Regions from separate parts of the Gossypium arboreum genome. Here region 1 is linked to region 2. The links are chromatin contacts, called in public Hi-C maps. All regions are on one chromosome and are shown on one strand. Each heading gives the region's core, a stretch centred on a gene start, on an enhancer-like site or on the middle of the called end of the contact. The rest is flanking DNA. Distances are from core to core; before and after follow the strand shown. Region 1 holds the start of LOC108489240 (DEAD-box ATP-dependent RNA helicase 41). Region 2 holds the start of LOC108489507.

Evidence for each region. Hi-C and Micro-C count contacts between places; a contact is called where the count stands out from the background.
Region 1: a contact with region 2 is called in a Hi-C map of leaf, with 4 times the contacts expected there. The contact joins the promoter of LOC108489240 here to the promoter of LOC108489507 in region 2. A contact is called at or near these places in 2 of 5 Hi-C or Micro-C datasets (both in leaf).

Annotation. Positions count from the first base shown.
Region 1 is chr10:11,919,358-11,926,307 of ASM2569848v2, reverse strand. It overlaps LOC108489240 (DEAD-box ATP-dependent RNA helicase 41), which reads right to left and starts at 2,093. Exons shown (of 4, transcript XM_017793627.2): 1 at 1,959-2,093; 2 at 1,642-1,765; 3 at 727-819; 4 at 1-33. The coding sequence starts at 796.
Region 2 is chr10:11,750,803-11,757,817 of ASM2569848v2, reverse strand. LOC108489507 reads right to left here and starts at 5,168. Exons shown (of 10, transcript XM_017794104.2): 1 at 4,904-5,168; 2 at 3,567-3,972; 3 at 3,338-3,474; 4 at 2,945-3,058; 5 at 2,755-2,838; 6 at 2,293-2,469; 7 at 1,317-1,473; 8 at 679-839; 9 at 473-599; 10 at 1-307. The coding sequence starts at 3,884.

The DNA.
Region 1 (6,950 bases), core at 844-3,343, 170 kb before region 2:
TCTGATCTTTAGAATTCAGTTTAACATCATCATCTGCACAATAGATGGAAAATTCAATGTAGAAAATACGTAAGTCTGAGCTTACTATTCCAAGAAGCAAACAAGAAAGAAAGGAAAAAGAAGTGTCATGAATGGTCACACAACATGCAAAGCTGAAGGTTCGCAAACAGAACACAAAAGGAACATGTAACACACACGAGCATGCACAAAAAATGAAACATGATGAAAAAAATAATGGATGGCTTAGGGCACATTTTGAAAAGCTTGCTTTCTGTGTGTTTGTCTGGAAATACAACAAAAATTGCGTTTATCAGCCAAGTTTTGTTTCTAACTTTAAAAAATAATAAAACAGAGCAAACAAACACGTTTTCAGTTTCAATAAATTAAAAATAAAAGAAAACAAAGACTTACAACTTTCGGAATTCAACTTCCAACCACCTTTACTTAAGTACTATTTTTTGTATCATTGTAACAAAAACATAGCAAATAAACGTGTTTTCAGTTTCAATGAATTAAACATAATAGAAAACAAAAATCTCTGGAAACATAAAACATTGAAAAAGAGGCAAGAACCTGAACGACCCCTTAATTACAAATACTGGCAATAAACCAAAAATAAGGAGTAGAAAGCACTACAAAGAAAAATAAGATAGCCAAGATATGGGAAATACACTACAAGAATCAACAGGGAAATAATTTAACAAGTCAAAAGTGGTGTATAATTACCAATCCCTTGATAAATATCTTTCTGTAATACTGAACTTTCACAAGGATCATTTCCATTTCCATCCTCCATGACATAAGCTGGTTAAAAAAGATCTAATTGGCAGAAATTCAATAATGAAACAAGGTGTAAAGTAGAATACAAATGCAGCCAGCTGTTTGGGAATAGCAGATAAATGGAGTACTAAAACCCAATGAAATATTTATTATCAGGCAAAAAAAGGGAAACCAAAAAAAATCAGAGTCACTTGGAACTGGATATTCTACATGAAAGCTGATTATAAAGAATTGATTTATACAAAACAACCAAATGAAAAAAATGAAGATTGTAAGAGAAAATGATGAGGAGATAGCCAGACAGGTATAGTAAGTAATAGTGAAATCATTGTCATTTGCCACGGGTTAAAGAGGCAATCACATTCACTTAGATATGAGAAGAAAAGGGTAGATGAGCTAACATATTGAAAGCTATTAGCCGTTTGATTTCACTATCAGGATTCAGGACAGGATCAGCCTCTTTTCGCTCTAACCCAGGAAAATAAACTTCATTTAAACTTATTATTCTCTTATTAATAGCATTATGACTAGGCTATCAACAACAAAAAGAAATAGGGGTGACGACTTAGACAACCTGCACGGTAAAAAAGGTTAAGCAGCCATTGCTAATCATCTTGTTTCCTCCTTGCGGAACAGAATTCAACACTTTATTTTCTTACATTTAATATATTAGTGTTACCAGTATTTGATAAGCAATAAACATCACAATCAAAAGTTTTGTGAAAGCAAAAAAAGACAAAAATAAGTTATGGGTATGCGGGCAGACAAATGCAAATCAAGGTCGCCCAGATTTAATTTAGTTTCCAAAGGGGGAAATTATATATACAGAAAAGAAATAGAAGGAAGAAGAAAGGCGCGTACCGAATAAAGGGAATTGGAATTTGAAAGGCCTGGCCTGGCCTGGCCTCTCTTTAGAACTTATAACTACCAGCAATCAACTATGGCGGTTCAGCCTATCTCCTCTTCTGCAATCTGCGGTATGCACCTGGAAAATTGTTAACGTTAGGAATTGGAACGCCAAAGGCCGAAACAGGAAGACAGGAAGCGAACTCGCGCGCCAACCTCTTCAACCCAACCCAACTCAACTCAACACATAGACAATATGAGTCTAATCATAATGGATTTGCTTATTTCAGTTTATTCTGTAAAATCAACTGAGCAACTTGGGCTAAGACTACCTTTCTTTCCTATCCCCGAATTGCGTAACCCTAAGAGATAGTAATGGAGTTTGGACTGGAATAGGTATTGTGAATTCACCATCACTATATTATTAACATGTTTTACTTCAGCGGTGTTGGAATCGAAATAAATAAATTTTTTGAATTAATGGAATTCATAACTCTCATTTTATTATTTTAATTTCATCAAGTTAAATGGAATAAAATTATTTTAATTAAATTAAAAAATTAAATATTTCAAATTAAAATTTTATTACAATATAACTACTCCATTCAAACTATATAAAATCTTTCAAAATAAAATAAGAAAATAATAATAATAAACTTGAATAATTAATTTACTTATTTAGGTTTCAAAATTATTATTTTATAATTATTTTATATATATTTTTAATTTTTATAATTTTTAAAAATATAAATTTTTAATTTTATAAATATTTTAATTTTTTTTGTAATTTTTGTTGATAGAAAGATCAATTGGCTCAATTTTAAAATTGACAAAAATCAAATATATATTTATAGTAATCAATTATTCGAGTTATTTAAATTGTAAAATTAATTTGAGTTTAACTCGAAACTTAAATTACTTACTTGAGTTTAGTTAAAAAAATTAAAAATTATAAATAATCCAATACGATTAAATCGAAATTCTATTTTTTTATTTCTTCGAGACAAACGAATTTTGCTCCGCAACCCTCTGCCATACATGTTAAAATAAATAATATAATTCATGAAATTTATTTATAATTTTGTTTATTTTTCAAATTATAAAGAACTTACCCTATGATCCATGTTACTAATAAGGTTTTATTGACGATTTAGCTGCTAGATTATACATCCTTTTCACTTTAATACTTAATAGTCACTTGGCTATTTAAAATACTTATTTATCCCAATTTATCTCTTACAAGTTGGAATTAAACCTTTCGAGCTGAACTAAGACAAAATAATAATTTAAATATTAGATTGAATAAAAAACTTAGGGTTAAAGTATGCAACATGTCCTTATACTTTTTACAAATTTAGAAATTAGTCCTTGTACGTTTATTTTCAGAATTTAGTCTTACTTTTCCTATGTCAAAATTCAAAGTCAATTGTTAATATTGTTATTTTGTTTTTTTAAAATTTGTTCATGTGAGATTTTTATATAAAACATATTCACTTGATAGCAATATAACTAAAAATGACATTATAATAAACCTGAATTTAACAAAATAATTTGAACGGTGTTAATAGAGTGACTAAATTTCTAGGAAGTTTAAATATGCCAAAGGTCTTTGTACTCTTTGAAAATTTAAAATTTAGTCTCAATACTTTAATTTTGAGACATTGAGTCTTTGTACTTTTTTATTTAAAAATCTCAGTCCCTCCATCTAATTTTACCGTTAAAGTTAATGATTATTGGGGTAAAACTGAATCATGCAATGAACATGAATGAAAAATAAGAAAATTGGACACATATATGTGGAAAAACCTTTCTAAAGAGGATAAAAAATCACAAGTAAAGAAAACTTCACTAAAACGACAAAAAAAAACCCGAAGAAGAGTACAAGATGGAGAACCAACCAAATCCGAAATTCCCAAAATACGAAGGTCTCCCGAAATTCCTACAAACTCTCTCTTAATTTTTGCTATTGAATCTCTCACTCTAGGATTGCTAAAAGCCTTATTTATAGGCTATAATTTGTGACTAATTTGATTAGAAATATCCTAGAGTAATTAGAATTTGACAGGGAAAAGATAGCCGAGTTTAACTAGGAGAAGAAACCCAATTAAGTGGGGAATATGTTGCCACATCGTGATGTCGCTATCAGCTCGTCGGGACATCACTTGTTGCCTCATCGGGACGACAGGTTCTTCTCATTGTGACGCCGTGTGTCGCGTCGTTGGGATGTCGACTCTTACTCATAACAATGTCGTCGTCTATTCAATCGAAATGTGAGACACACTCCACAATGATGTCAAAGGTAAAGTAACTTTTTTAGCCCTCAGCATTTACAATTTTTTGTCAATTTGGTCCTTGTCCTTTAAAAGAGCATAAAAAATTAAAATATATATATTCCATTTTAAATAAAATATAAAATTACATTTTTAAAAATAAAATTATGAAAAAACTCTTTAAAATTTAAAAACTAAAAAAAATTAATTATAAAATCCAAAATTCAATGTTATCTAAATCAAATTAGGCCAAGCAGTTAGATTGGTTGGATTGAGAACCAATTGGAGTAACGGTCCAGTTTGAGGTAAAAATCGATCGACCCACGAGCTATGTACGAATTGGTTGAATTAAGCTATAAAAATGATTAAACTAGTAGTTGAATCAATTCCAAATTTGTCGGGCCAATTAGTTTCCAAAACCACTCACTTGATTGGCTTAAAAGCAAATTATTAAAAAAATAAAAAATAAAAAATTTAAAATTATAAAAATCGATTCAACTTCTAGTTTAATTGTTTTTTAACCTAGTTCAACTAGTCCATATTGATTCGTGAGTCAACCAATTTTTTACCTATCATAGAATCGATACCCCAGTCTGTTCTTAGTCTAACTGATTTAGTCTAACTTAGATAATATTGAATTTTAGATTTTTTTTTAAATTTAATTTTTTTAATACAAAAAATGTAAAGTTTTAAAAACATTTACGTACTTTTAAAGCGTATAGACCAAATTGACAAAAACCTGTAAATGTTTAAGGCTAAAAATGTTTAAATTTTTTAAAAACTGATTGACCCAGAACCAATACGAATTGGTTGAACCAGGTTAAAAACCTAATTAATTTGACAATTAGAATCGAATTTTATATATATATTTTTTATTTTTAATAATTTATTTGCTATGAACCGGTCAAACTAGTCGTTTAAGGGATCAATTGGTCAAATCAGTTTTCAAAATTGATTCAACCGGTTTTTCTGTAACGGTTCAAGGCCCAATTAGTTTTTTACCTCTCATCGGACTGATACCCTAGTCAGTTCTTAATCCAACTAGTTGGTTTGGTCTGATTTAGATAACAATGAAATTTGGAAAATCTTATATATTTAAAATCATTTTTATTTTTGAATTTTAAAGAGTTCTTATTTTCATAATCTTTTTATTTTAAAATTATAATTATAATTTTTATTTAAAATATGAAAATTTTTAATTTTTTTAAATTATACTTTTAAAGAGTAAGAATCAAATTGACAAAAAAAAAAAACTATAAATAGTGATGGCTAAAGAAATTATTTTAGCTTTACCATCATTTTTCGTTCACTTTAATGAGAAAAATAGAGGAAATGACGGCTAAATAAGGCATATATGCCGATTTTTTATTTGGCCTTTTAGGCTATTTTTTTAATTTAGGGAAATAGGTCATTTTTGGAGAGAGTGTGTGAGAGCACCCCCAGCTCATTGGATTTTTTTATGGTTAGGATTTTTTTAATTTTGTTAGGGTTAGGGTTTTTTAAGAATTAGAGTTATGGTTTTAGGCGTGAAATCGCGAAAGTTTATTGGTAGATTTGAGGTGTTAGGGATGCGATAACCCATGTTGGGGATGCAATAACGTGACTCAGAACACATACATTTCATATGTCATGGTGGGATAAGACCATTACATCAGAAACCCATCCTGTGAAAGCTAGGTTTCGGGTGACAGTGTTTGATATGGCCATGGGCCGAAGTTTAAGTGGAGGTCCCAGATGGGGATCGTGATGCGATTACAGGTTTAAGTATAACCGGGGGCCAGTTGACTATCATTATGTGGTCATGAGTTCAAACTTTTTGGATACCTGTAAATTATGGTTTATATATACCACACATAAGACTGAGGTCATAATCCTAGGGAAAAACGAAGGGCTTTTCGGTAAAATCAACATAATTTTTTTCTCTATTTCCAGGAAGCTGGTATCTTTAACCTTTCATTCTTAGTCGAAGGTTGACACCGAGGTGGATTCAAGAGGATCCTCAGAAAGAGAGTGGATGTTCCGTTGGAGTAAATGTCAAACTCAGTTTGGCACGACAACGGTTGTAGTTATTAATGAGTTGTTTAATAATGACAACCGTTGTCACCCTGAAAAGAGTATCACCTTTACTCCAACATTACAGTTCCTATCCGTCTGAGAGTCCTCCGTGTCTACGGCGGTGTTGATATTCAAGTAAGAAGAAAGATTAAAGATACTAGTTGTGTGGAAATAGAGAAAACATTATGTCGATTATAGCGGGAAGTCCCATAATTTTTCCTTATGATTATGCCCTCAAACTTATATATGGTATTTATAAGGGAAAATTTTAGGGCATCCAAAAAGTTTGAGCTCGTGGCCATGTAATGATCGTCAACTGGCTCCCCTGTTATACTCCAATTCATGACTGCATAATGGCCGTCGATTGAGATCTCTACGTAGACTTTTCACTCGTGATTGTACAAAGCAAAGTAACCCCAAAACCTAACTTCCACATGATAGGTTTCGGAGGTAATGGTCCCATCTTGGCAGGATATATGAAATGTGTACGTCTCGGATTGCATCATCGATAACTCAAGACTACTCGAACTGGAAATTATATTAGCGAAAATTTTTTAACACTGAATCGAAGAATGAAATGAAGAGAGAAAAATATTGTAAAATTGAGGGATAGAGGGCAGGAGATATGTTTTTCGAATAATGAAGTATAGAGGGGAAGCCCCCTTTTATAGGCACAAGGGAAGAGAGAGATTGCAAAAGAAAAAATCTTGTGGTCGAAAACGTGTTGCAAGACCAATGTTTTCATCGATTATCTTTAAAACGTGCTTCAAAACTGCCAAAAAATTGTTGAGGCCAAGTACCTTTTTTTGTCAAGTACCTTTTTTTAGGCTTTATGAAAATCTTAGTGAAAACTCGTCCGGTTGGGCAAGCTTCTCTACTAACATGGTAGGAAAGTACATCTAAATGGACGAGTTTTCACTAACATTTTCATGAAGCCCAAAAAAAAGTACCTAACCCCGACAATCTTAGGTAAAATTTGAAGTACGTTTTCAAACACTA
Region 2 (7,015 bases), core at 3,919-6,418:
AGCGCTCAGATAGATCTGAAAAAGCAACATCTGATTTCAAGAGATTCTCTTTGTTTTCAGACTCAATCTCCTCACAATTGCGCATATTGCCACTATCAATAGAAGAAACCTGCTGTGGGGACTGATTCTGCGGTAAGGCCAGAACAGACTCCTCTTCCATGCTGGATTCCCTGTCTGCTGCTTCAGCATCCTTCTGACCCTCAAGCAACTTCTCAGGGATCTCTTTCTCTACATCTTGAACATCCAATTTTATACCAACATTATCTTCCTGATCATGGAACTTTTCAGTATCTTCCTCCACTTCATCCTGACACACCAACAAAAAAATCAAGATCATAGTAGCAACATAGAAGATATTCAACACCACATAACAATAGAAACACAGATCCAATGAATTTAGTGAATATCAAACAAACAACAGTTGTTCAAATGCATACACGGGGAAAAGGGAGCAAAGGACAGAGAATAAAACCTCAAATGCTCGATTTAGTTTTTCTTCTATATCCTGCTCCAGCAACTTGGCTATTTCCCGTTTCTGTAATTGTATTTCTCTCCGGCTTGCATATGCTTCCGGGAGATCTTCCTTCACCAATCTCAACCTATTTAAACAATTAGTTTGAGAAAAGGTATGATGAAGACTATCAGAGTTCAAGAAAGGATTGTTTGCTTCAAACTCACCAATGTTCATGCAAATTCCTCATTTCTTCTTCCACAAATGTATCATATGGTAGCACATGCAAGCTATCAATGTCACCTAAGACACGGTTGAGAGACCGAGACTGAATGCTTCTACCAGACTGCCTCATATTCTTAATCAGTTCATGTTGCTTCTTGCTAATCTGAAAATATCAAAGGCAGTTAGTTGGTAATTACCATAGAAAAAACTTGAGAGTGTGAGAGAGAAGGCTGGGTAGTAATAAATTCTGAAGAAATGCTTCTTTAAAGAATATAGTAAGGGCAAGACAAATATGCAAGCCATCACTAGTACATTTCAGTAACTGTTCTAGCCCCATGGTATAATCCAAGATCTGAGAGTTAATTTAACGTAAAGGATCCAAAGTGACAACATACTAGAGCAGTAATCCCACAACCATATTAGTATAAACAATCAGCTAGGTATCTGGCCAATGGTTCAGCTCATGAAAACCCATAAAAGAAGCTTCACAAGTTATATGCTTGTGTTTTCTAATCAAGAGTCCAAAAAATGACTAATCCAATACCAGAAAGGATAAAATCTCATCCAAGGAGATAACATATCAAGATAAAAGCACCCCATCAATATCTTACAATTTATCCTAACTGAAGTAGTCGCTAACCTTAACATATGACATGTATTTGGCACCATCACTCTGCTGGATATTGCACTTGCGTATCTTGTCACCCTTTCTGGGTTTTGCTTCCACGGTCTGTGTATGATCCGGAGCAGTCAAGAGACCTCTACCTTTGTCCTTGATGAAACCTTTCTTGCACATTCTGATATACATCACAAATAATAAAATTCATGCACCATGGAGTTAAAATAAACTGAGTAAAACTAAATGAAATTCGTGCAGCCACCATAACAAATTTCCACCAGGAGACCTAAGCACAGCAGAAAGTTTCTCAAACATAGTTACAGTTCACAAAATTTCTATTTCAGGAAAAATGACAAGATTGAGAACCACCTAAACCACAAATAAAGAAACAAATGAAGCAAAAAGTGATCCTAGGAGCTGAAAATAGCACTACAATCAAAGAAATTTCAACAAGGATATCAGCAACATAATTTCCCTCAAAACCTAACCAGCATGGTGTTTAAAAATACCCACACAGAAGTTTATACTTCAAACTTCTTAGACAGCAAGGTATTTTTTTTCTTTGTTAGGCACACAATTTATAGATAAAAGCAATAGTAATGAGGAAAAACTATTAGCCGCAAAAGAAGCCAACAAAGAAAAACAAGATATAATTTCTTAGGCTCAGAATTCAAGGATATTCCACCAAAGATGGGGATGGAGAAAAAAGATCCAAGGTGAACTTTGCTGATCTGCTCTATAGAATCACACCATTTACATTTGTAAAACCCACTACGAAGAATATGAGAGCTACGATATTTCATATATTGTCTAAATAAATGAATCCCTTTTGTCGGTAACAGAGAACCTATGAAGGAACTACAAAAGGCAAAGTACTAAACTCAGGCAAAGCATACTTTAAGAAAGCAATTTTCAAACTCTCACCCTTGTGAACTTCAACAAGATGGGCAAAATGACAATACATGCAGAAAGGTGGTTTACCAGGGAAGGACATTACCTTCTCTGTAGTTCTCCTCCCTTCACAACAGAAGAATTTTGGTTATCACTACTGCATGCTCTCTCATCCGCAGCCCATGAACAAGATTCAGAAGTACCTGTAGCATCCTGCTCAAGATTGACAAGCTTAGATTCATTCGAATGTGAGAAAATCCCTTTCTCACTAGCCCTTCTTGACCTACCAAAGAAATTGCAACCCAAAAATGAGATTTGATCTAAACACAAAAAAGGGAATTAAATTTTCAATAAAAAGTGAATAAAGAAAATTAATCCTTCATTTTTATTGTTTTGAACAACCAATTAGAAGAGGAAATGTCCAAATTGAACAACCTATGGCACTGTTATAACAATGACACCAAATAACAAGTTCCCGAAGTAACATCCTTGACAATGTGTCACACAGAAGAATCTTTCTCTGCTAAAGCCTATCACTTATACATTGAAATATGTAGCAAATTCTAACCTCCAAAACTTATGCACAATTTCTTGTTCTGGGTCTTTGCAGCTTTCCCATTTAACCTTCAATTTCTGCAAATAATCTATAATACTGCCACAAGAAGCAAAACAATGTTGCAATCACATAATCAGCATCAAATAAACCTGGAACAAGAATAGCTTCTATTCATAGGTAAATTTAGCTATATGTTACATACTCATTGTGGTAGTCCTGTAACTCGGAGTAATACGCTTTCTTCTCGTCCTTTAAATGTTGTTCCTCCTGAATAACAGCATCAGGGTGAAGATAACCCGAGCAAAGTAATGAACCCCTGCAAACACAAATTCCAGTCAAATCTAGCAGAATCAAACCCTACATTAGAACCCTCAAATACCATATCTCCTGAAAATAGAACAAGAAAAATAACACATTACCCCAAGAGCTGAAACTTCTCCGTATACAAGTAGAAAAAATGCAAAACACATGCAAGCATTTATGCAGAATTGTATTTGTGATGCATGTAATGCATGGCCAATAGAAACTACAAGTAGAAAGGATTCATTCTCCACGGTAGGAAAAAGTGTCAAAAGCAATACACATATATACTTGCCATTTAAGAAAAGGATTTCCAAAGTGAAAGTTATCCCCAGCAAGCAATGCTTGCAGAACATGCTCTTTGTCAGTTCCTGTAGGAAGAAACTGCATCAGATGATTTCTCTCGTTTTCAGACAGAAGAGTCTGCCAAACCTGTAAAAATTTCATGTAAATTCCATAAATTATGAGCTCAGAATACAGAGGATACTGGAAACAACTGTGATAAAGAATAATAAGGATATTACCTCATAAGAAAGCACCTCTGTCAGGTTCTCTAAGTCAAAAATTTCATGCGGAAGAGTCAAAACATCCGCCAAAACTCTGTGGTAATGTATTGTGGAATCTGTAAATGGCCTCAAGTGCCTCCAACTTAAGCCAATTTGATCCCTTTTAGCAACAACTTTTTTTTGGTTCCCATCCCATTCAAGCGAAATACAAGATTTTGTGTTTAAATCATTTTGCAGTGAGTCAAGTTTTTTCCTTTTTGTTCTGTATTGGTCTTTAAAATTGCAGCCAGCAATGCTGGCTCCATTCAGCCGCTTTCTCTGTTGATCAGCAGCCATTAGCACCAAATGTCAAAAGAATGGAAAGAAAAATATTTTAGCAATGTACAAGGAGTTACGCTCTTGATCATACACACCGAACATCTTCCTGCATGAAAAGAAAGAAAACAATTACTGAATTAAAAGCCACCAAGGAAAGCCCTTGAATCATCAAAATGATAGCAACACATAATTAGTTCACCTTTGAACCAGAATAATTCAGAAAATTGTCTAATAATTCGAAGCACAACACAACACATCCAGCGCTTCTAAATTCATATACAAAGTTCAAAATAAACCAGGAAACAGAACTAAGCATGTGAGAAAATTATAAATTGAAGTGATATTGTAACAAAAACCACAAAACCCAAACCAAACCCAAAATAAACAGTAACAATAACAAATTTTTCCAAACTTCTAATTTGGTTTCTTGCACAACATCATATGAGGGAATAGTGCACTCGGGAAAGAAACATAAGATGACGCCAACGGAAGCAAGTACAGCAACAAAACTAACCCAGTTAAAAATATCCCATTTACACACCAATTATTCAGTCAAACATAGTATATCAGTTATTGTAATCGATTTAACTCAGCATTCAGTAAGCAGCACATAGCAAATAATACAAGTTATAGAAACTCTATCCACAATTAAAAAATAAAATACACAACTCAAATTCAATACATACAAACAAACAGAAAAAAAATTAAAAAAAATTCATAAAACAAATTCACTAATTAAAATAGCAGGCAGTAATCAAAAGGAGACAAATTGGATAAACGTAACTTACTATTCTCAAATAAAAAACAAGGAAACCCTAAAAATAACAAAACCCAAAAAATTCATCTGGGGTAACAAAAAAAGGAGTAGGAAAAAGGAAGCCGGCACTGAGGCAAAAGAAGAAGAAAAACAAGTTAGGGAATGGGCAGAAAAAGGTGGCGCCTGGTAAAAAAAGAATCGGCAAGAGAGAAAAAGGCTTAGGAATTATCCAAAAGAGAGACAGAGAGGAAAATAGAGAAATAGTGCAAGTAATACATACAAACAAACAAGGAGGAGAGAAGGAGTTAGGAACTGGGGCAATCAGACGGGTGCGGTTTCTCGGAACCGTTATGTGATGAGAGCATTGAATCGTTCATTCGCGCGCGGGGGGGCTCGGCTCTTGGCTTCTCTGGCTCTAGCCGCTTCCTACTCTCCTCTTCTCTCCTCTCCTGCATACTATACTTGTCTTGTGGCCTCGGTCGCTCGCTGCACTTCATTTTTCCCCTCTACATATTCCTTTTTATTTTAGGGTTAATTTACTACATGTCCTCAAACTAGAGTCCAATTTTTAATTGATCTTTATATTTTATAAATATTTTAATTAAATTCTCAAAATATCATTATTGTATCAATTAAGTCCTTTAATGCTTAGCAGTTACAATTTAATTCAAATATTAAGCGAAACATAGTTAAAATACATGTATCAAATTATAAATGTGTGTACTTACTACATGGATAGTTTGGACTAGCAAACAATTCTGGTAATTTTCATGTATATTTTATAACTCATATTCAGAGTTCAAGATTGTCCTCCCAACAATGTTATCTCCAAAGTCAAACCCTATTTGAGTTAATTGAGTACTAAGTCAGTTAGAAAATTATAAAAATATTATTTCATAATTAAAATAAGTCATATTATTCAAGATGTTCTTGTCTTTCTATTTTAACAAAAATAAGAAAAATATACATATATTGGTATTTGAACCCACATTAATTGGATGAGTAAAAACTTAAATTTATCACTCAACCAAAGTTTTATTTTAATATTTTTATACATTTTTTAATATGCACAATTTACTATCTCTACCAATTTGTATATATTAAAAATGTTGTTAATTGAGATGGTGTCACAACTCAACTTGACATTAACTCACAATTGATAACAAAACCGTAATAAATAATCGAGTGTATTTAGTATTGTTTATCGATGAATTTATGTGTTTAAATATTATTTTACTTATAATTTGATCTAATTTTTATTTTAATATTATACATATTTCAATATGTGTTATTATAATTAATTTATTTTAAACCATACATTTTATTTTTTATTGTATGATATTTTTAAATAAACACGAATACTCTGAATTTATAATTTTCGCATACCATAGAATTTCTATTTTAATAATTTTTATATATATATATATATGTGGATGCTACAATGTTGCCACTTACGAGGCTTGGATTGGATATTTCATTTTCCAAGTACCTGTAAAAGTCTCTTTCTTTATAGAATATAAAAAGTTGGCAATAGCTTACGGAAATGGTTATTATAATTTTTTTAATTAGACTTTTTTTCTAATTTATAAATATATATATAAACAGTTAGATAAAAAATTGAACAATCTATTTTAAAATTAATTTTGAAGTTAACTTTTTAACTTAATAATATAAAAATATTATTTTATTCATCATTAATAATATGTTTTAAAATTAAATCGATAATCAAACCCATCATAATGTGATTAAAATAAAATATTAATTCAACTGTTAATTCAATCTATTTAATTGATTTATATTAATTCTTGATCTAATCAATTTCATACTATTCTCTAAATTGATACCCAATTCACGGCCTCATCTAAGAGAAGTTAGATGTATTCTATTTTAGACACCCCAATCTTTATTTTCTTTTCTCTTTTTTTTTTTTTTGTTTAAATGAAATAGATGGTTTGATATTTAATGAAATTTAACAGTGCACGTTAGAAATGTGCAAAAAGTTGTGATTATAAATATGTTTATTTATTAATTAAAAGTATTCATTTCCTAGTTGATGTTTCGGCTTGGCTTTTAGCCTAGTAGTCTAGTCTGCTTGAGCTTGATTATTGGATACGGGGACTTTTTGGCCCCATACTGAACGTTTTATCCTTTTGCTCTAACCATCATTTATTATACACAAATTAAACTCATTTAATTTTTTTCCAATGTATTAAATATTCACAAAATAATTTAATTATAATTATTAGAATAGTAATTTCATTTTCTTGTAATTAAAAATAAATTTATTTTTTATATGTGCTTCGTTATATATTTTCGCCATTTGGACACGTGTTAGCATCAAAAGTATTATTGACTTTCCTGTTGTCTCTATTTGAAATTATACGTTGTTTAA